Regions from separate parts of the Mus musculus genome. Here regions 2, 3, 4, 5, 6 and 7 are each linked to region 1. A link is a contact called in public HiChIP or PLAC-seq and promoter capture Hi-C data. All regions are on one chromosome and are shown on one strand. Each heading gives the region's core, a stretch centred on a gene start, on an enhancer-like site or on the middle of the called end of the contact. The rest is flanking DNA. Distances are from core to core; before and after follow the strand shown. Region 1 holds the start of Mrps15 (mitochondrial ribosomal protein S15). Region 2 holds the start of Snip1 (Smad nuclear interacting protein 1). Region 3 overlaps Gm32611 (a long non-coding RNA gene). Region 4 overlaps Gm32611 (a long non-coding RNA gene). Region 5 overlaps Gm32611 (a long non-coding RNA gene). Region 6 overlaps Gm32611 (a long non-coding RNA gene). Region 7 holds the start of Meaf6 (MYST/Esa1-associated factor 6).

The links. HiChIP or PLAC-seq counts read pairs in DNA pulled down with a chosen protein or histone mark. Capture Hi-C pulls out chosen DNA fragments and counts their contacts.
Region 2: a contact with region 1 is called in an H3K4me3 HiChIP or PLAC-seq map of embryonic stem cells, with 9 read pairs. The contact joins the promoter of Snip1 here to the promoter of Mrps15 in region 1. A contact is called at or near these places in 6 of 39 promoter capture datasets (the 3T3-L1 cell line, embryonic stem cells, neural stem cells and 1 more), 1 of 15 datasets of contacts at CTCF or cohesin (the NIH/3T3 cell line), 1 of 484 Hi-C or Micro-C datasets (LSK cells) and 10 of 115 datasets of contacts at active chromatin or transcription factors (bone marrow-derived macrophages, embryonic basal ganglia, embryonic forebrain and 7 more).
Region 3: a contact with region 1 is called in an H3K27ac HiChIP or PLAC-seq map of embryonic stem cells, with 5 times the contacts expected there. The contact joins the enhancer-like site here to the promoter of Mrps15 in region 1. A contact is called at or near these places in 6 of 39 promoter capture datasets (cranial neural crest, embryonic stem cells, liver and 1 more), 8 of 115 datasets of contacts at active chromatin or transcription factors (astrocytes, embryonic stem cells, forebrain and 3 more) and 2 of 9 other capture datasets (embryonic stem cells and pancreatic islet).
Region 4: a contact with region 1 is called in an H3K4me3 HiChIP or PLAC-seq map of embryonic forebrain, with 4 times the contacts expected there. The contact joins the enhancer-like site here to the promoter of Mrps15 in region 1. A contact is called at or near these places in 3 of 39 promoter capture datasets (the 3T3-L1 cell line, cranial neural crest and embryonic stem cells) and 9 of 115 datasets of contacts at active chromatin or transcription factors (astrocytes, embryonic forebrain, embryonic stem cells and 4 more).
Region 5: an H3K4me3 HiChIP or PLAC-seq map of forebrain shows a contact between it and region 1, with 4 times the contacts expected there. The contact joins the enhancer-like site here to the promoter of Mrps15 in region 1. A contact is called at or near these places in 3 of 39 promoter capture datasets (embryonic stem cells and hippocampal neurons) and 7 of 115 datasets of contacts at active chromatin or transcription factors (astrocytes, bone marrow-derived macrophages, forebrain and 4 more).
Region 6: a contact with region 1 is called in an H3K27ac HiChIP or PLAC-seq map of embryonic stem cells, with 6 times the contacts expected there. The contact joins the enhancer-like site here to the promoter of Mrps15 in region 1. A contact is called at or near these places in 19 of 39 promoter capture datasets (the 3T3-L1 cell line, 3T3-L1-derived adipocytes, the HPC-7 cell line and 9 more), 1 of 15 datasets of contacts at CTCF or cohesin (embryonic stem cells), 1 of 484 Hi-C or Micro-C datasets (cortical neurons), 10 of 115 datasets of contacts at active chromatin or transcription factors (embryonic basal ganglia, embryonic forebrain, embryonic hindbrain and 5 more) and 1 of 9 other capture datasets (pancreatic islet).
Region 7: a contact with region 1 is called in a promoter capture Hi-C map of pancreatic islet. The contact joins the promoter of Meaf6 here to the promoter of Mrps15 in region 1. A contact is called at or near these places in 14 of 39 promoter capture datasets (the 3T3-L1 cell line, the C10 cell line, the HPC-7 cell line and 9 more), 1 of 15 datasets of contacts at CTCF or cohesin (the NIH/3T3 cell line), 2 of 484 Hi-C or Micro-C datasets (B cells and cortical neurons), 13 of 115 datasets of contacts at active chromatin or transcription factors (the SCID.adh cell line, SST interneurons, astrocytes and 10 more) and 1 of 9 other capture datasets (pancreatic islet).

The regions. Positions count from the first base shown.
Region 1 is chr4:126,045,590-126,048,289 of GRCm38.p6, reverse strand. It overlaps Mrps15 (mitochondrial ribosomal protein S15), which reads right to left and starts at 1,362. Exons shown (of 8, transcript NM_025544.2): 1 at 1,091-1,362; 2 at 812-856. The coding sequence starts at 1,220.
Region 2 is chr4:125,065,251-125,067,950 of GRCm38.p6, reverse strand. Snip1 (Smad nuclear interacting protein 1) reads right to left here and starts at 1,279. Exons shown (of 4, transcript NM_175246.5): 1 at 999-1,279. The coding sequence starts at 1,198. It overlaps Dnali1 (dynein, axonemal, light intermediate polypeptide 1), which reads left to right and starts at 2,294. Exons shown (of 6, transcript NM_175223.4): 1 at 2,294-2,433. The coding sequence starts at 2,353.
Region 3 is chr4:125,210,949-125,213,648 of GRCm38.p6, reverse strand. The region is part of intron 4 of Gm32611 (a long non-coding RNA gene); the gene reads right to left. Among named protein-coding and RNA genes, the nearest start is that of Gm40244, 6.1 kb to the left of the region's middle. Within about 2 kb of position 1,293, at least 17 of the 459 cell types and tissues checked have an H3K27ac peak or open chromatin away from gene starts, as enhancers often do.
Region 4 is chr4:125,193,076-125,195,775 of GRCm38.p6, reverse strand. All of the region lies in intron 2 of Gm32611 (a long non-coding RNA gene), which reads right to left. Among named protein-coding and RNA genes, the nearest start is that of Gm40244, 24 kb to the left of the region's middle. Within about 2 kb of position 1,280, at least 21 of the 459 cell types and tissues checked have an H3K27ac peak or open chromatin away from gene starts, as enhancers often do. A contact at or near this core is called in embryonic forebrain and forebrain, where this site is marked.
Region 5 is chr4:125,274,088-125,276,787 of GRCm38.p6, reverse strand. The region is part of intron 4 of Gm32611 (a long non-coding RNA gene); the gene reads right to left. Among named protein-coding and RNA genes, the nearest start is that of Gm46869, 15 kb to the left of the region's middle. Within about 2 kb of position 1,282, at least 20 of the 459 cell types and tissues checked have an H3K27ac peak or open chromatin away from gene starts, as enhancers often do. A contact at or near this core is called in forebrain, where this site is marked.
Region 6 is chr4:125,161,631-125,164,330 of GRCm38.p6, reverse strand. The region is part of intron 2 of Gm32611 (a long non-coding RNA gene); the gene reads right to left. All of the region lies in intron 2 of Gm40245 (a long non-coding RNA gene), which reads right to left. Among named protein-coding and RNA genes, the nearest start is that of Gm40245, 13 kb to the right of the region's middle. Within about 2 kb of position 1,375, at least 7 of the 459 cell types and tissues checked have an H3K27ac peak or open chromatin away from gene starts, as enhancers often do. A contact at or near this core is called in embryonic stem cells, where this site is marked.
Region 7 is chr4:125,083,742-125,086,441 of GRCm38.p6, reverse strand. It overlaps Meaf6 (MYST/Esa1-associated factor 6), which reads right to left and starts at 1,281. Exons shown (of 8, transcript NM_001374123.1): 1 at 1,176-1,281; 2 at 182-297. The coding sequence starts at 1,265.

The DNA.
Region 1 (2,700 bases), core at 113-2,612:
CTTTAACAAAGCTTGCTGGTTGACCACATGAATGAAGTACAGGGTGAGAGGAAGTGCTGCTAGCTTTAAGGGAATGTCAATAGCCAGTTCGCATCACTAAAAGCTCGGCTTCTGTGTGTGCATTCCTACTATGTCACTGGAAGTGAGGTTGAAGCCTGTAGTCCAACCCAGTCCAGCGCAACCAAGATAATCTATCCTCTCAAGCCAGACTCTGTCCTGCCACTATGCAAAGGACACTAGAAGCAATAAAGACTATGATATCACAGTTTATTGTGCACGGGGTTAAGGGTGCTTTTCATACCGCTGCCATGATTGAATCCTATTAACTGTGTTCCAATGGATCCTTTGACACTCATTTCAGCGCTGGTTCACAAAAAAAGCAAACTTGCCTCAAATAGTATGTGTTTGTTAGAGGGCCCTAAGGCATGCTAACTTAGGATGGGAAACTTCATCCTTCCTCTCAGAATAGCAGATAAAAAGTGTTACATTCCTAGAATTGTAACTCTTGCTAGTGTTGCCAGCCACACACTCATTGGGTCCAGCCAAGCTGGACTGGGTTGGACCTCGGGCTTCGACCTCACTCTCATCTGACACAGTAGGGATGCACACAACGAGGCGGAGCTTTTGGTGATCTGTATTGTCAAATGAGTGAGTGCTTTCACGCGAAAGCTCTTACTTCTACCTTCTCGTGCACCCCTAAACAATGAATGTGGGGGGGTCTTGGCCTGTCCCTTTGCGCGCCACCTCTGTTCCCTTGTCCACCCCAAGCCTTCCAGGCGGCCTCAAGTCTCAACAACCCAAGTCCTCGTACCTGGTTTCTGGACGGCGGCGTATGCTCGCGCGGCGCGCAGTAGACCTACGCAGAATAGAAAGGGCTGAGACTCTGCCATACACAGCCCCTCATGTCCCTTCTCCCACGAACTGTAGGCACCTGCACCTAACTACCGCCTCACTTCCCTATCTCCCTCCTCATCACCCCTTCCCTAGCCATCACCCTCTTTCTCATCCTGTCACTGCCTTTCTCGGGTCTCCGGGTGCCTGGTCTCCTCCATCTTCGCCCAGTCCCTTGGGACCCAGCTCGGCGGCTCACTCGGAGGCTGCAGGCCACAGCGCGCAGAGAGCAGACTGGCGCTACTTCCGCCCCTCAGCGCAGGGACTGGGGCCCGTGTCACCGCCTGGGCACGAACAGAGCTCAGCGCACGCCACGCGGCCCGCAGCATGTTGACTCCCGACTCGACGGGGGGCCCGCACCGCCACTGCCCGCTCCGCGGTGGATCCAGGTTACATGGGCGCAGCCATGACGGTTCGGGCTCGACCAATCGAGGTGAGAGCGCGACAAGAGCTGCCGAGGGCTGAGCGAATGGATCGGTTCCGGATTGTCAGGGAGCTGGGGCGGAGCCCAGGAATTTGGCCTGGTGGGCGGGCCTGTTTCTACGCTTACAGGCCCGGAGCACTGTGTGAACGCTATAATGTCACCTATTGACCTTGCATCCGGCCTAATCACTTTCTAAATTCCTTATGTTCCTGACCTGGTCCTCAGTTCTCAACCTGTTGGTCAAGACACATGGGGGGTGAAGGTTGTTGAGCGACCTATTCATAGGGGTCACACATCAGATATCTTGCATATCAGATATTTATATCACAATTCATAATAGTAGCAAAATTGCAGTTATGAACTAGCAACGGAAATAATTTTATTAGAGGTCTTCACAACATGAAGAACTGTATTAAAGTATCTCTGCATTAGGAAGGTTGAGAACCATTGCCTGGGGCTGGAGAAATGGCTCAGCGGTTAAGAGCACTGACTGCTCTTCCTAAGGTCCTGAGTTCAAATCCCAGCAACCACATGGTGGCTCATAACCACCTGTAATGGGATCTGATGCCCTGTTCTGGAGTGTCTGAAGACAGCTACAGTGTACTTACATATAACAATAAATAAATCTAAAAAAAAAAAAAGACTCACAACCATCTGTTCAGCTACAGTGTACTCATATACATAAAATAAAATAAATCTTTAATTAAAAAAAAAAAAGAGAACCATTGTCTTAGGTCCTAGTTATTTTAGGGCTTCTGTGGGACTCTCCTTACCTTCTCCAGAGGCTAATATTCTTTCTTGGCCCTCCTCCAGACACCGGGGCCCTGTAAGAACCCTCAGGTTCTAGCCTTCTTTCGTTGGCTTGTATCTCAGTGACTAAGGATAGAGTTTTTGGTAGGGTACTGAGCCATTACTATGAGACCCTGTGGGCAAAGTCTACCTTTATGGGCTGCAGTGTTCTCAAAACATCAAATGAGATTGGTAGCAATGTCTTTTACATTGTTCAGCCTATAGACCGAAGCAGCTGTATACAAAACACATGTTTAAATAGTCAGTATTCGGTACTCAGCTGTGGTAAAACTGAAATGAGGGATGCAAGGGCAAATATAAAGGAAAAGTAGTGGGGAGGGTAAAGAGAGGGGCAAGGAAAGAACACACCATCCCAAGCCTGAGATCAGGGCCGGGGAAAGTAGACCCAAGACAGGCAAGGCTTTTGTGGAAAGGTCTCCATTAGCACAGGGAATAATCCTGACAAATGTGGTTACATGAAACTCAAATGACATTAGGCAACTGAAGATGTGGTTTGGTTAGCAGAGTCCCTGCCTAGAATGCACAGTCCTGGGTTGGATTCCCAGTGGTACGTAAAAACTGGGTGTAGTGGCATA
Region 2 (2,700 bases), core at 30-2,529, 980 kb after region 1:
ACACTTCTCCCAACCACATACACAATGGCCTGCTAAGCCTTCTCACCTAGACAACCTTATTCTCCAACCCCAACGCCTCAGAAACCTTTCTTCTCCGGATGCGCCATCCTACTATCTGGCACTACTATCCAGGAAGCCAATCTAGCCTGGTTTTTTCCCTAACACAACTCCCTTCTCCAACAACCAAAACCAATCCCTTGGCAGGTCTCAGGGCCCTGCCCTGTCCTCCATCCCACATCCTTCCTACCAGCCTACAATGCTGCTCCATCTCTCAATTCCAGATATGCTGGCTGTTTTGTTTTTGTTTTTGTTGCTGCTGTTGTTCAACTTCTAAAACAAACAGAATTCCAGCTCAGGTTCTATGTATATATTTTTCTGTCATAATCGTGCACGCGCCGTGTTTGTGTGTATACACTCAGAAACCTCCTGTCTCAGCATCCCCTCTGCTGGGTTACAAGCATGCCCGACCACAGTGGGTTGGTCCTTCCTGGAGTCTTTGCTAAAAGACTCTTGACTCAAGAGAATGGATCAATCCTACCAGCCAGGTCTCCGTTAAGGAGCACCTCTGTACAAGCCCTCTCTTTTTTCTACCCAGCCTCTCGCTACCACACTGCCGTTTTGATCTGTCTTTAATACTGACTGAAATTATCTATTTGTTGTTTTCCTTCTTCGAGTTAGAGCCTGCCCAACTTCGCCAAGGAAAAAGCATCTCTCTTCTTTGCCTTGTGACCCAGTACCTCCAATTGATCTTTAACCCACACTACGCACTCAATAAATCGATGCCACATGGAGGCATTGGCGAATGAGTGCTGCGAAGAAGTCGCCAAGACCCAACGTGTCTTTGTAGGCAGACGAGGGGAGAAGCCACTCGCACCATCCACTCGCGGGCAGGCGGGGGAAATCTCATTTCAACTCAACAGGTGCTCTGCACTCCAGAGCCGCTCGCACCACCGGCCCCCGCGCCATCCCGTCCTCCGCCCAATCACCGGCTCGCTTACCGGGCTCGGCTCCCGCGGTGACCCGAGTGGCCAGGCTCGGCGGCGGGCGGGGACAGGCTAGCGGCTGGAGCGTCGGGCCGGCGGTGCGCGACGGGTTCGGGGCTCAGACGCTCCTGTTTCACCACCACGGTCGTCAGAGCGTCGCCTGACCGGTGTCGCCGCCGGCCGCTCCGCTCCCGCTCGCTTTTCCCCGCCTTCATCCTGCGGCCCGACCGAGAGTCACTTGCACGGTCCGTTGAGCCACTTGAGCCGTAGGAAGTGACGGACAGCTTTGCACTTCCGCTTCCGGGCAGCGCGCTATCCCAGAAGCCTTCACGGTGTCGGCCCCCCTGATGGGCGGGGCCCCAGGTGTTTGAGTCTCAGACGCTGGGGACGCCGGCGCGAGTGGCCACGGGGTCCCCGCTGCTGGGAGGTGTGGCTGGAGTACTGAAAAGGCAGGGCCAACCCCCCGGGAGGCTGAAGCAGGAGGATCGCAGTAATTTCGAGGCCAACCTGGGCAATTTAGTGAAACTGTCTCAAAATCTGAAAAAGTTGTAGCTCGGATAGATCGCAAAGCTCTGAATTCATCCTCAGCACCGCCAAATAGAAATCAAGAGTTAAAAGGGGAGGGAAGGCTGAGATTGTAGCTTAGTTACCGAGCGAGCGTTTGCCTCGCGAGTACGAAGCCCTGGATTAGTCCCCAGAACCTCAAAAAAATATATATGACAATCTCCCCCCCCCCCCGTCATAGTCAGGTTTTCAGTGTACCCTGGCTGTTCTAGAAGTCACTCTATAACCAGGCTGACCTTGAACTCTGCCTCCCTCTGACTCCCAAATGCTGTCATTAAGGTGTGTGGTACCATCGCCCAGCTTTTTTTTTTTTTTTTTTTTTTTTTTTTTGAAAAAAGAAAAAAACCTGTGGGAAAGCTAACCCAGCTCTGTTCCTTGCGCGTTATTAGTAGTTACGAAACACAGACACTCAACAATGTGAAACTCTTTTTTGTTTCTTGAAATAGTGTCTCTATATAGCCTTGGCTGTCCTGGAATCCACAAAGATCTGCCAGCCTCTGGCTTCCAAATGCCAATCGTCGCCAAATACTCTATAGAGTCACTAGATGACTTCCGTTTTAATCAAAGGTGGTCTGTCCATTTCATCATAAACCGAAACAGACCTAACGCTAGGGGTCCAGTCTTCTTTACTAAGAAACTTAGTGCTTGCGGAGAAAGCACAGTAGAACAAAACTTGCACGCGGCCGGCACCGCCTTCCTCAGAGGCCCCGCCCCATCCATGGGGCAAGGAGAGGAGGGGTTTCCATGGTGATCGCAAACAAGACTCCACAGGGGCCGCTACGGAGTTGTTACCCCTACTGCCACCATGATACCCCCAGCAGACTCTCTGCTCAAATATGACACCCCGGTGTTGGTGAGCCGGAATACAGAGAAACGGAGCCCCACGGTATGAACAGGCGTCTCAGGGGACGCGAGATCCTACAAACTCCCATGGGGAAAAGACATCCCAGCTTTGAGGATCTCTGGAATTTCAGGGGACAGATTGCTGGGGCTGACAGCCAAGGGAATTGGGACAGGGATGGAGGTTGGGAGAAGAGAACAAGAAGCCTAGCTATGACCTTAGAGGACAAATTTAAGATGAGAAAAGTCACATGGAAAAGATGGGGTTTGTGGTAGTCAAGTCCAAGAAGAGGTCTGGTAGTGACTTACCTTC
Region 3 (2,700 bases), core at 44-2,543, 830 kb after region 1:
GTCCCTCCCACCAGTGCCCAGGATCTGCACACGCTCCAGAAAGAAGCAGAGACCAGGACTGAGAACAGGACCAGGTCTCACTGGGTAGGGGTGGGCTGGTGGCAATGCCCTGTACTTCCAACATGTGTCCTCCATTGGCATCAGCTGCCACCTCCCCAGGCTACCTGGTCAGCATCCTCAGAGCAAAGCCAGCTGCCTATGTTGTAATGAGCATCAGATGTTACAGTCAAGGACTTGGAGCCCAGCAGATCCCAAATTGAAGCATTCCTTAGAGTCAGTTAGCATCATCACCCCCACCTGAAGACTCCAGCATCCATCCACAGAAGCCCTGTTCAGGATAAGCCCCATCCGAGGACACGGTGCTCCCATGCTCCCACAGTAGACATGGGTCCGGGGAAGCGGGTAAGCAGTTAGAAGACAGGTCTCCTATTGATCTGCAAGGGCATCAGCCCCATGGTTCAGGTGCAAGACAAATCCCTGAGGAGTGGACATGGCCTCTGCTTCTGAGCCTCAACTCTAGGGTCTCCTCAGGCAGGAGAAGGAGCCTCTGAAGATTTAGACAGAGACCAGATAGAGGTTTAAGCGTACTGGCAGATGCACACCTGTGACGTCAGCTGCTTGGGAGTCTGAGACTTGAGGAGTGATACTCAGGGCCCACCTCAATGGACCCCTGCTTCTGAATTTAAAGGTTAAAGGGGCTGGGGATGCAGCTCAGTGGTAGAGGGCTCACCTAGCATATATGAGGCCCTGGGTTCACACACACACACACACACACACACACACACACAGGCCAGGGGGGGGGGGGAGAGATGACAGAAAGACATGGAGAGAAGAAGACAAAGACAGAAAGACAGAGAGGGAGGGAAGGAGAGAGGGAACGAGGGAGGGAGGATGGGATTGGCTACCACAAAAGAATCCTGGCTCTGAGAAAAAAGCAGGCAGCAGAAAGAACCAAAGCCAACAGGAGAGATGGGAGCCCAGCCTTTTCATGGTCCCCTATGGTTCCTTGAATCATCTCTATCTTGTTCAGAGGTGTTTCCATCCTGGCCCAGCAGTATTGGCTTTCTATGTCCCTTTTATGCTGCGGCATGGGCATGGGGAACTCAGTCATACCCTACTCCAGAGCACAGTGCAGCCTTCAGCTAGGGACCAAAGCTTCCATCTCCAAACATGCAGGGCCACTATGTCACCCGAATGCCTGCTGGGACTAACAGCAGAGTCCTACATTCCTCACCCCACTTGTCTTCCTCAGCCGTCCCTCCCCTCCCACTACAAATGGCATTAGGTCACACCACAGGATGTGGACACCTCAATACAGCATGCTGTGGTACATGGACCTTCAGCCCGCAGTGCCTTATTCCTGGACCATGATGAGAACCGAGTCATCAGCCTGAGCTGGGACCTACATTCTGTCAACCTGCGATTCGGGGAGCCCGTGCCCCTGTGAAACTCTGCTGTTGTGTGACTCCCTAGGGAGATGAAAAGCTAGCTTTTCACCCCAGATGGGATAACAATTAGAGACTAAAGATCTGAATCCTCCTGAGTCTAGCAGAGAGGAGCAGTGAGTCACTTAGTGCTTGTTTACTGGAGTTACTTACAGGAGTGTGGGCAACCACAGAACAGCTGCATCAGTAACTCAGCATCAGTGTGGACCAGAAGGCTGCATTGAGAGTCACTGCTTCAGTTCGCCTTTCACACTCTGTGCGCTCTGATGGCTGTGTCAAATACAGAGGCTGAGAGCCACACCCAGGGTAATTATGAAAACAGCCCAATACAAAACCCTAAGCTTACTTAAAACAATTTTAATGGCATTTCAAAAAAAATTTCTATTACACAGTTTTTAAGTATGAACTTGGTAGATCAAGTTACAAAGTCAAAAGTTTGGCCACGCCTGTTAGCACTTCCTGAGGCCCCATGCAGCTGTTACAGAGTTGCAAACAACTGGGAGTAAGCTTCGGGAAGTTGTGAGTGGCTGGAGTCTCTCCAATAAGACCAGGTGACTGTCCCTGCAGAAGGCTGGAGGGACTCATCCTATCAGGACCTTGTGAGCTCCAAAAATCCCAGACATCCTGATTTCAAGATGGCCATATCCCTCCTTGAAGACAGTCCCATGGCAGCTGGCCATAATCCATGGATAAAGCCTCCCCCAGCCCTGTGCAGAGCTGTACAGAGGATGTGTGGTCACTCAAGCACCAAGCACAGATGCCGGGAATGCTGGTTACAGGATTCCTGACCCATGCCTGGAGAGCCACAACATACAAATGTCAAATCCCAATCTAAAAGAAGAAGCCTAAGGCCTTCCACATCCCATCTCCTTCTTGGATTCCCCATGCAACCTCAGACTCAGCTGAGCCCTAACTGTGACTTCACAGCTACCTGACCATGCCTTTAACCAACTCTGCGTCCCCACCATCTGCACTTTCTGGCTCCCAGACAAACATGGGAGTCCTGATTTCTCTCTCCAGGTCCCAGGACAAGACCCGGCCCACAAATGAAATCCATAGACATTCATTTAATTGAATCGCATTGAATTATTCAAAGCTTATTGAATTCTGTCACCCCGAGTATTCCTCAGCCCTCCCAGCTTTTAGAAGCTGCACTTCCACCTTCATCAATAACAATAACACCAGTTAAGCCTATCGACTGCTTCCCTCGGGCCCCACCCCTTATAGGTTCAATGCCAGGGAGGCTCATGAGTCA
Region 4 (2,700 bases), core at 31-2,530, 850 kb after region 1:
TGTGTAATTCTCAGAGCAGTCTGTTTGCACTAGGACAGTTAGGATCCTCTCGCTCCAGGTGGGAAAAACCCAACCGAGGGACAAAGACGTCGGCTCCAAGTTCAAACTGACACTAAATGGCGGGGTTTTATCCCAGACAACTTGGGAGAAGGGGAGGGCATTCAAGGAGAGGCTGAGGTTGGTCCAGAGGGAAGCTCTGAGTCAGAAGCAAACAGGGGAAACTGAGTCACTAGTCATTCTATCATAGACTAGAAAGGACTGGAGTAGCAATCATTTCTATCTGCCTGTCCAACATTCTGCAGTGTTGAGTGGACCAGAGAGGCAGAAGCTGGCACTGTGGATAAGCCACAGCCTGGCCCGCCAGGGGCAGAGACCAGGGCAGGGACAGGGACAGGGACAGGACAGACCAGCAAGAAGCTGAGGCTGTCCCTCCTGCTGATGAGCCAGGGCCCCTGAGCTGGGAGGCTGGGAAATGATTTATCCGCCTCCTCTTTCCACACAATTGGCTTTCCTTTGCCAGCTCCCTGTTGGGGTGAGAATGCTGGAAAAGCCTGGAAGGGGCGGTGAGCCGTCATAAAAGATTTCTAAAAATCAGAGGCCACCTCCCTGGTCTGGAGATGAATAGCTGTGGTACCCCACCGCTCCCCTGTCCCTTCTGCTCAATCCTAGGTCACCCTGGCTCACCAAAGGGCCCTGCCTTCCTGGCAAGGGTCCAGGGCTTCCTAGCCATTACCTGTTCCTGCTCCGACTCCGACTCCTACCCAAGAGAGGTGGCACCGTAGTGGAGACAACTGGGTAATTCTAGCTGTCACTGCCCTAATTACACCCCACGGTCCTCCCGCCAGCACTATACACCCCGTGCTGCCTGCATAATGGGCCTTTTAAAAAAAAAAGAAAAAAAAGACACTCTCTCCTTTCACAGCTGCCTTTTGAAGGGGGAACAATCTTACACAATGTCTCTTAATGACGGCACTGCCTGGCTCTCCTGCAATTCCCGAACAACACCACCCCCCAGTCCCCAGCCCCTTCCCCTCTTCTCTCTTCTCTCTTCTCTCTCTCTCTCTCTCTCTCTCTCTCTCTCTCTCTCTCCTTGATAATCATCATAATTGTCATAATCGCCCTGGCGTTAAGAGAAGGTGCCTGGGACATTTCCATCAATTATGAAGTGACCTAATGAAAGGTCAAGTTGATCTGTGTGAGCAGGAGACTGAGGGAGGAGAAGGAGGCAGACGCACCATCACACATGAGTGAGCAGGAGAATGAGCATGCGCACACCACACACACAAGCACACCCACGTGCGCGCGCGCACACACACACACACACATGCACAGGCACACACGCACGGGCACACACACATGGGTGCCTATGCTACACCTGTGCACACACCAGACTCCAAAGGCTGGCAAGAAGAGAGTCATAGACAAAGGCAGTTTCCTCTCAGTGCTTCCGCACAAAGAGCCAGGTCAGGCCCATGAAGAGCTGCTTCACCACACCCTCAGCCCTGTGAGAGACAGGAAGAATATTTCCCGAACAAAGTCAGCACAGTGAGGCTCAGAGCAAGGATCAAGGTGACAGCTAACCAACGTCATTCCTCTGAATCCAAGTAGCTTGTCCAGTCCTTTCCGGCTCCCTGTTTAACCTCTCAAAGCCTCACTATATTCACCTGGAAAATGGGCTACCCCCATAAGAACTGACTACTATAACTTTGTGGTCTGAGTGTTCTCTCTTCTAGTTAATCTCCGTTCCAGGGTATTTGTGTATTACCGAGACAACCCTTACAGCAAACTAAGACACATTTTATACACATACATATTCAGGGATGTATATATTTGCAAGCAGTATGTATATATGTATATATTTATGTATATATGTAATCAAGTTGGTTTGGGTTTTGGTTTTGGTTTTGGTTTTCGAGACAAGGTCTCGCTCCCAGGCTGGTCTTAAAACTGTAGGACAACCTTGAACTCCTGACCCAATCACCTCCACCTCCCAAGTGCTGGGATTACAGACATGCGCCCCATCCAGTCTGCTCCATGCTGAAGATGTCACGTCGGGCTTTGTGCATGCTAGGCAGGCACTCTGCAAGTTGAGCTACATCCCCTGCCCTGTAGTGGATACACAGTCTCCCTCCACGTAGCTAGTAAGGCTCTCAGGTCAGGTTCATTCATGTGTGCAGCACGTGAGGTTTAAGAATATAAACTCCAGAGCTCCACTTAGGCGAGCAGGTCCAGAAGTGGGTGTCCACCAACTGTTTGACCTTGTGCAAACCACTCAGTCTCTTTGTGTCTCATTCTTTTTGGACACCTATAAAATAAGAAGTAGAATAGTACCCACCTTAAAACTTGTTGTTAGAATTAATTCTTCAGGGACTGGAGAGGTGGCTCAGTGTGGCTCAGTTAAGAGTGTGTTACTCTGGCGGAGGACCCAGGTTCAGTTCCCAGCACCATGTCAGGTAGTTCACAGCTACCTGCAACTCCAGCTCTAGGGGATACATTGCTTCTGGCCTCTATAGGTAAACACACACACACACACACACACACACACACACACACACACAAATAAATCTTTAAATAACTCTTAGTTGATGCTGTTGTGGGTTTTGGTGGTGGTGGTTGGTTTGGGGTTTTTTGTTGTTGGTGGTGGTGGTTTGAGGGTTTTTTTGTTTGTTTGTTTTTTGTCTTTTTGTTTTGTTTTGTTTT
Region 5 (2,700 bases), core at 33-2,532, 770 kb after region 1:
GGAGGGTTGGCCCCTAAACAGAGAGGCCTATTTGGGTAATTTTCTTCCTTCCACTCCGTCCCTCCCCGTCCTCTAATCAGAGGAGCAGCCAAAGGAAACTTCGAAATTCCAAGTCAGATCACTCAAAATGGTAATTGCTCAAATGGTTCCCACACTCAGAAATGGTCAAGTGCTTTCCTATTGTTTTCAGAAGGAAACCGAAGTGTTCCACACGGCTCTGCCGACCTGGGTGACCCACTCTGACCACCAACTCTACTATGCCTTTGCATCCGCTGCCTCCTGGCAGCTCTGCAGTGCTCCCCCTGGCCCCCAGGTACCAACCACCAAACAGTGGCTGTTCCTACCCTGCCTCTTGGTTTGAAGTTGGACCTGCTGGATGAGCCCTCTATCCCTGAGCTACATCCCCGGGCGCTTGTAAGCAGTGTTCCTTTCCTTTCCATTCTAGGACATCTTGAGATGATCCAGGCAGCTTTCATGGGCTCATCCTCCTGCCTCAGCCTCTAGGCTAGCACGACAGCTTGCACCTGGCTCTTGAATGAAGTACTACTGGTCTCCGCCTCAGACATAGATCTGTATGTTTTTGCTGCTCTGAACCTCAGCAGCCAGGGGCAAGATCTAGTTTATTTGACGTTTGTTCACAAAGCCTTCGGTCCACAGTATTTGTCTGTAAGTATTTGCTGGGAAAAGAGAAGGAGGAAGAAGAAAGAAAAGAAGAGAAGGGAGGAGGGAGGAAAAGAAGTGGGGATGGAGGGAAGTCCAGTAAGATCCTGGTGATGGGAGCTTCTGGGAAACTGGTTTGAATTAAAATAAAATTTAGTGAGAGCTCTCAGTGAGACAGAAGGAAGCACTTTCTCACCAGGGGGTAAACAACAGGAGCCAGATGGGGCTAAGGGTGGTTTACAGCTAAGAAGTGGGTACTCAGGTTGAAGGACAGGGTCAAGGGGGGGTCCAATAAAGAAGAGAAGGCCACCTGCATTTGTTAGCAATGAAGAGCCTCCCCCTCCCCCACCCCGCCTGGTCTGTGTTCTTCCCTTTCCCCTTCTGCGGGGAGCAAGCGGCCCAGGTGGGAGTCTGGTCTCTGTGACAGGAGAGAGAGGAGGGGAGCTGGGTCTTCGCTCTTAGCCTCCCCACAAAGTTACTGAAGGCAGCTCGAGTCGTGAATCATCCCTCTTTACAATCAAGCAGTTATTTAAAATGGAAAAAGGAGAAGAGACCCAGAAAGAGCCTGAGCAGAGTTGCTCGCAGCCGCAGCTCGCAGCAATCAGCCCCAAGATGCGCCTCTGCTCACGCGAGCTGCTTTCCTGATTGAGGGAGCTAATTGCCGGCTGACACAGCTTCCAGGGAAAGCTCCTGGAGACAAGAAATGCCAAGTGCTACATCAACAACCAAACACTCCCGTGAGCACTGCACTCTGATGGCTCAGGACCTGCGCGGCAACAGCGACCTCAGCTCCACCTAGCAACAGGCAGCTCTTGTTCTCAAGGGACCAGTCCCTCCTCCAGAGAAGCCAAAGGAACCAAACAGAACCCTAGGAGAGAGCTTTAAGTAATGAAGGCAGAAATGGGCAGTAAATGGAGACAGGAAGGCTCTACCTCGCCTGTAGTCAAAGAAATGCCAGGCTCAACAACTGCAGGCTGTGTTGATGAACAAGGCTGGAAAATGCGTGCTCACAGGGATGCCCCGCACATCCCTGTTTATTGCTACACTACCCCAGTTGCTGAATCATAAAAGCTACCCCAGACGCCCATCTATGAATGAATGGACGGAGGAAATATGCCACCTATTCACAATGAAGTCCTATTCATCCAGAAAGAAGAAATCACCTTCTGTAGGAAAATAGATGGAACTAGAGATCGTGTTAAGTGAGACAAGCCAGATTTAGAAAGACATGATCCCTCTAATAAGTGGAATCTAGACCGGGGGAGGGGCGATGCAGGAAGAGTAAAGAGGCAGCAGGAGGGGGAAGGGGAGCCAGAGGGGGGATGGGGCTGAATATGAGAAAAGGATGTAAGAGTATAACATTTGTGGAAATACTGTAATGAAACCCACTGCTCCATAGGCTGATATTTAAAATTAGAAATAAGCCGGGCGTGGTGGCGCACGTCTTTAATCCCAGCACTCGGGAGGCAGAGGCAGGTGGATTTCCGAGTTCGAAGCCAGCCTGGTCTACAAAGTGAGTTCCAGGACAGCTAAGGCTATACAAAGAAACCCTGTCTCAAAAAACCAAAATAAATAAATAAAATTAGAAATAATTTGAATTGGTGTGATGGCTCGGCATATAAAGCCAGTGTTTGCTGCCAAGGGGACAACCTGAGTTCAATCCCCATGTCCCGCATGGAGGAAGAAGTAAATCCACCTTCACATATGTGCTGTGTCACACCCATGCCCCCACCATTCATATGCACATATATGCATATGAGATATATGTGTGTATGTGTGTGTATATATATATATATATATGTATGTGTGTATATATAAATGGCCTTGGGCTGACTTCTTTGCCAGTGGGCATTTATCATTGATACCCAGATGATGTCCCAGAGTAGTCAGCTTTGGGCAGCTGTTGTCAGATGCACCCATAGCCTGGCCTGCTCTGGGGTGCAGCTGTGTTCCAACTGCCCACCTTCTGTTTCTCGGTGACCCTCCATTGGCTTCCACATACCCTCCCCACCCTTGACCCTCTAGACCTACCTTTAGGCT
Region 6 (2,700 bases), core at 126-2,625, 880 kb after region 1:
CCCTGTCTTGCTCACGCCTGGGTCTCTTCTCCCTAAGACAGATGCCAAGGGACGCCTGCTCCCAGGATGTATGGGGACCACAGTTCCACAATGGAACAGGTGGAACCTGTAGAGCCTGGCCGCTAGGATCCAGAGGCATCAAGAGGGTGATGGTCAGATTCCGACCTCAACTATGGCTTTACTGACTGACTTCTTCCCACTACACACACACCCACTGTGCCGGGGTTCAGAGAGCTGACAAAGCAACCTGTGTGTGAGGCCCTGCAGTCCATCCCAGTATCACACATGGGCACATGTGCGTGTGTGTGCACACACATACCACACACACACACACCAAACATGTAAGAAGCTGTGCTCATATGCCCACAGTTCAACATGCACACTACAGGACACCTGCATTCTAAGTCCCAAAGATCCCTTATCAGCATACTAAGCAAGGTTGGGAACCACACAGGCCCTGTCAGAGGGCAAAGTAGCAGTGCCCTCTGCATGGGGTTTCCATCTCTCCTAGGACCTGGAGACCATAAAGATCCTCCTTAAACTGGACATATGGGTACATGCCTGTTACCCCTAAGTAAAGACAACCCCAAGGCCAGCCTGAGTGACAGAGTGAAACCCTGGGGACAGGAAAGCTTTTTTTAAAAAGAGAACTCATCTCTTTTCTTGCAATGTTATTCCTCCTGCCATGACACCCAACCTAATGTCAAGGGTGAACCTCAAAGCTGCGTCGCTTGCAGGCACCCTTTCCTGTCTGTCAAGAGAGACTCCGGCCAGCAGCCTCAGCATCACACAGAGAACATGTTCCCCTCCCCCACTGTTGACCTTCATCAGTGTGAGTGAGCCCTGAGAATCTACCCAGGTAGGTCATAAAGCAGTTGAGTCAAGCGCTCCCGGGAGCTCCCCTGTGACACCTGAAGGAACTACAGTGTGGTGGGTACACATGCACTAGCTAGTCATTGCCTCAGAGGAGGCTGGAAGTAAGTAGAAGGCTGGCCCGGCTAGATGACAAGGGCCAACAGCCAGAGGCACAGGAAAGAGGCAGCCTAGCCTTGGGGTCAAAAGAAGCGATGTCCCTTGACATGGAAGGCAGTTGGCCTCAAGTGCTGAGCTGATCTTCGCAGTACACCTGGACAGAGATCACAAGACAGGCCTGTCACAGGCCAGGAGACTCCCGATGAAGCTCTCTTAGGAGCCACCAACCAACCTTCCTTCTTACTTCCAGGACAAGCTCACAGGCAGAGCCCTGCTAGCCTCTCCTCTCATCCCCCGGGGACAGTATAGTTAAAACAGCATCAGGACCGAGCCCAGCTCACCCCATCCACGCAGCCTGAGACTGGCTGGAGCCTTGGAGAGGGCTACCCTTGAATGCAAAAACTTGATTGTAATGCTGAAGCCTTGAGCCAGCCTTAGGAGTGCCCTACCCAGCAGGCTGCCCGCATGCGCACAGTGGGATGTACCTGATTCACCACGTGACAGAAAACAATGGAGCACCTGACTCACCTACACTGACATTCCCATTAGCCCAGCACACACATGAATGCACCTCCCCCCCTCCAAAAGAAGCGTTTCTCACCCAAATTCATCTAAAACCACCCAACACCCAGGTGCCACATGTTCAGTCCAGCACATGCCCCCACGCCAAGCCACATTTCCTGCACCACCATACAACACAACAAACATCAGATAATGCGTTACACAGACTCAGTGCACCCTCACCCTCACCCCTATAAAGCGGCCTGCCTCAAAGCTTATGGACAGGTGAGCTCAGACCCTCCCCCATGTGGCCTGGTGCTGAGGTCCCATCCCAAGCCACATGTCCAGGGTGTGGGGTCTGCACGTGCCTCACAGAAAGGCACATTGGCTTCTCTCACAGAAAGAACCAACATCCTCAACCCAGACCATGCCCAACAGGGTCCTGTCTGTGGACATGCTGTCTGTGGACATGCTGTCTGTGGACATGGCTGTGTAAGCTACCTCCATTCTAAATGAAGGTCAAAGCTGTGTTAGTTATGTTTCTCCTTGCTAGACTAACACACCTCACCAGCAGCAACTTACAGGACGCAGGGGTTATCCTTGCATACTGTAAGGGGTCATGTCCCATTATGGTGGCTAGGCCATGAAGTGGCTGGTCACATGATATTCAAAATCATGATGCAAAGAGATTTGTGCGGCCCAGATTGCCTTCTCTGTAACTATGTGACCGTGTGATGGCTGGACCATGTGCATATGGTCTCATGGGCCAGAAAAAAAAAAAAATGGTAGTGGGCTCCCCGAAGCTAGGAGTACAGGCTGTTATGGGCTGTTCCGTGTGGGTGCTAGAAAAGAAACCCAGGTTGTCTACAAGAACAGTGTGCTTTCTTAACCAATGGGCCATGTCTCCAGCCCAACTACACACACACACACACACATTCAGGGAGGACCTTCCCTGCTCAGTGAACACCCTTCCAGACACACCCAAAAGTGTGTCTCCTATGTGATTCCACTTCCCACCACGGTGACAATAAAGATGGCTCACTCTTCATCGGGTCTGAACTCTCGTCTCAAAGAGAATCAAATAAAACAACCAACCAGTAAGCACACACACCATTTTCACCAACAGAACTGGTCTGTCCAGGAGTTCTCTGTCCCCATCCAGCGTTAGGACCTCCCATATCCTTTTCAACATGGTGGGCCTGACCTGCTGGGTGGGTATCCAGTGCC
Region 7 (2,700 bases), core at 32-2,531, 960 kb after region 1:
TATTAGATTTTTTTTTCTTCCAGACAGGGTTTCTCTGTATAGCCCTGGCTGTCCTGGAACTTACTCTGTTGACCAGGCTGGCCTCGAACTCAGAAATCTACCTGCCTCTGCTTCCCAAGTGCTGGGATTAAAGGCGTGCACCACCAGTGCTCAGCTAATACTACTAGATTTTGACACTCACTTTTGATTGGTCAAATACCGATCCCAGCCACGGATAATATTGCCATACATCTGAGTGTCTTCCAGGTAGCTTCCTTCAAAAGCATATATCTGTCTCTCCAAGTTTGCAAGTGTTTCCTAGGTGATGAAAACAGGGACAGGGAAAAACAAGCATTAAGCAAACTGAAATTCCGTCACAGACTTGTAAAGTCAAGCTTACCCACAATGAACCATTTCTGTGGAAGTGTAGGGGTGATGGACCCCTTTATAAATAGAATGAAATGTATAGTCTATCCTCAGAAAATGCACACACATGCAAGATTTTGCATCTACTTCAGAGGCAAAACCTAGCTGTCACGAGCAGGGATGAGACAGACCGTGAGCTGTCTCCATTCTCACTCACTAAATGTGTTGCTACCAGCAGCGAGAAGGGTGAACAGCTTTTCAAAAGCATCTCTTCTACATCAACTGCTTCCTCCCTGCTAGCTCTGGAAGGGCCGCCCGCAGTGGATGCCGGTTGCTATGGAAACCTGGAAGGGCAGCTTCAGGTGAGCTTTGCCTCCCGGATGCTCGCCGTAAAAGGCGGGAGCCTACAGGGCAGTCAGCAGGGTGCCGGCGGCTCCTGGTGCGCGTCACCAATCCAAATTCCCTAGGCTGCGTCTTGGGTCTCCCGCCAGCCCCGTTCCTTGGCATCCTCAAATACACCACATTCCCCGGCCATTGAAACGCGCCGCCCATGGAATCCATCGTGCATCTTCTCCAGGCCGGGGTCTAGCCGCCTCCTTTCCAACCGCTAACCCGACCTGAGCGTCGTCCCCGCCTCCTGCCTCTCGCCCTTCCCGCGCCCTCACCGCCCCGCCCCGCCCCACTGAGCGCAGGCCGGGAACCGCGCCGCCGCAGGGAACCGCGCCGCGCCCGGCCGCCCAGAGCGCCCAGACCCTGGCTGCCCGCCGTCCTCGCCTCCGGAGCTGCCTGCGAGGCCAAGTGGGGACGGCGTCCAGGCCTCGGCCACTCACCGCCAGCTCCTGCTTCCGCTTAACCAGCTCGGCCAGCTCCCGCCGGGTGTCTGGGATCTGCGGCGGCGCCGTCTTGTTGTGCATCGCCATGTTGGGCTCAAGCGGCGGCGGAGGCGGCGGCGCGCGACCAGTAGGCGGACCCTGCGCACTGTCGCCGCTGGCCGCCAGGGGGCGCGACCCCCCACACCGCGCCTGCGCGCGCGGCTTCCGGGGAAGCTGGCCGGCTCAGCGCGCGAAAGCCGGCGCGGAGAGGCGCTTGTACGTGTGGGACCTTCCTTGCTGCTCCACTGTGGGCCTCTGAGCTTAACAGACACCCACAGACATTCACTACATCGAGAACCCAGCTGCAGCATAGGCCTGTTGAGTATTCCATATGTCTCCCGGCAGACGAGGTCCTTGCAACACCACCCAACTGCAGGTGGAAAACCTGAGCAAGGTTCCGCCCACCAACCGGGTTGCAGAGAAGATCCCCAAACCAACATCTTGCTGGGTTTAGCACAGGCAAGCAGATCTCCTGTTGTACGTGGTTTGCCGGAGGGGAAGGATTATGAAAGAATTAGCTTCTATCTTCAGATCCAGAACTGTATCCAGGCTGGTATTGAACAGAAACAGACCGTGAGTTTATCGTCCTGCCTCTGCCTTCCCACTGCTGGGATTCCATGTGTTGAGCATGCCCGCTGTTAATAGGTGCTGGGGATGGATCTCAGGACAGACGAAGCAAGCACTCTACAGGTACACCCTGAGCCCACCTCTGCATTCTCAGTGCTCAGCAACGTCACTCGTAGTTTAGGTGGCGTTCTTTGCCCCCATGGGTGGATGTCCTTGGGTTTCTATGCCCTAGATGTATATTGTTCAACAGGTATGAGAAATTCTCAATTTTCTAAAACTCCTCTTGCCTAATTTTCTCTCTCACAAACCTCTTCACTAATCTCTTGTTCCTCTCCAGTAGTACATGCCTATAATTCTAGCACCCAAGAGGCCGCGGTAAAAGAAGCAGGAAGGTCAAGGTACTACATAGTATTTGGGCCAGTAAGACTATATAAGACAGTTTCACCACCACCCCCCAAAAAAGAAAGTCAAGGCTGTAGATGAAACTCAGTTGGTAAAATATCTGCCTAAGCCCAAGCTTGCACAAATCCCTGAATTTGAGTCTAGCATCTCTTCCTTTCCTGCCAGCCTGGCCCACAGAAGAACCTCCCAGGGCCAGGCATGGTGGCACATGTCTTTATTCCCAGCACTCAGGGGACTCGAAGACAGACAGGACAGCTGTTTTGAGGGGGAAAAAATCAAGATGAGCCTCAACTACACAGAGAATTTGAGGCTAGCCTAGGCTCAAAAAAATAACAATCAGACCTTGGAAATTTTCTTTTTATGTCTATGAGTGTTTTGCCTGCATGTATGTCTCTGTACCATATGCATGCAATTCCCAAGAAGACCAGAAGACATCAGATCCTCCTGGGACTGGAGGAATAGTTGTAAGCTGCCATGTGGGTGCTGGAGATTGAACCAGGGTCCTGGGGGAGAG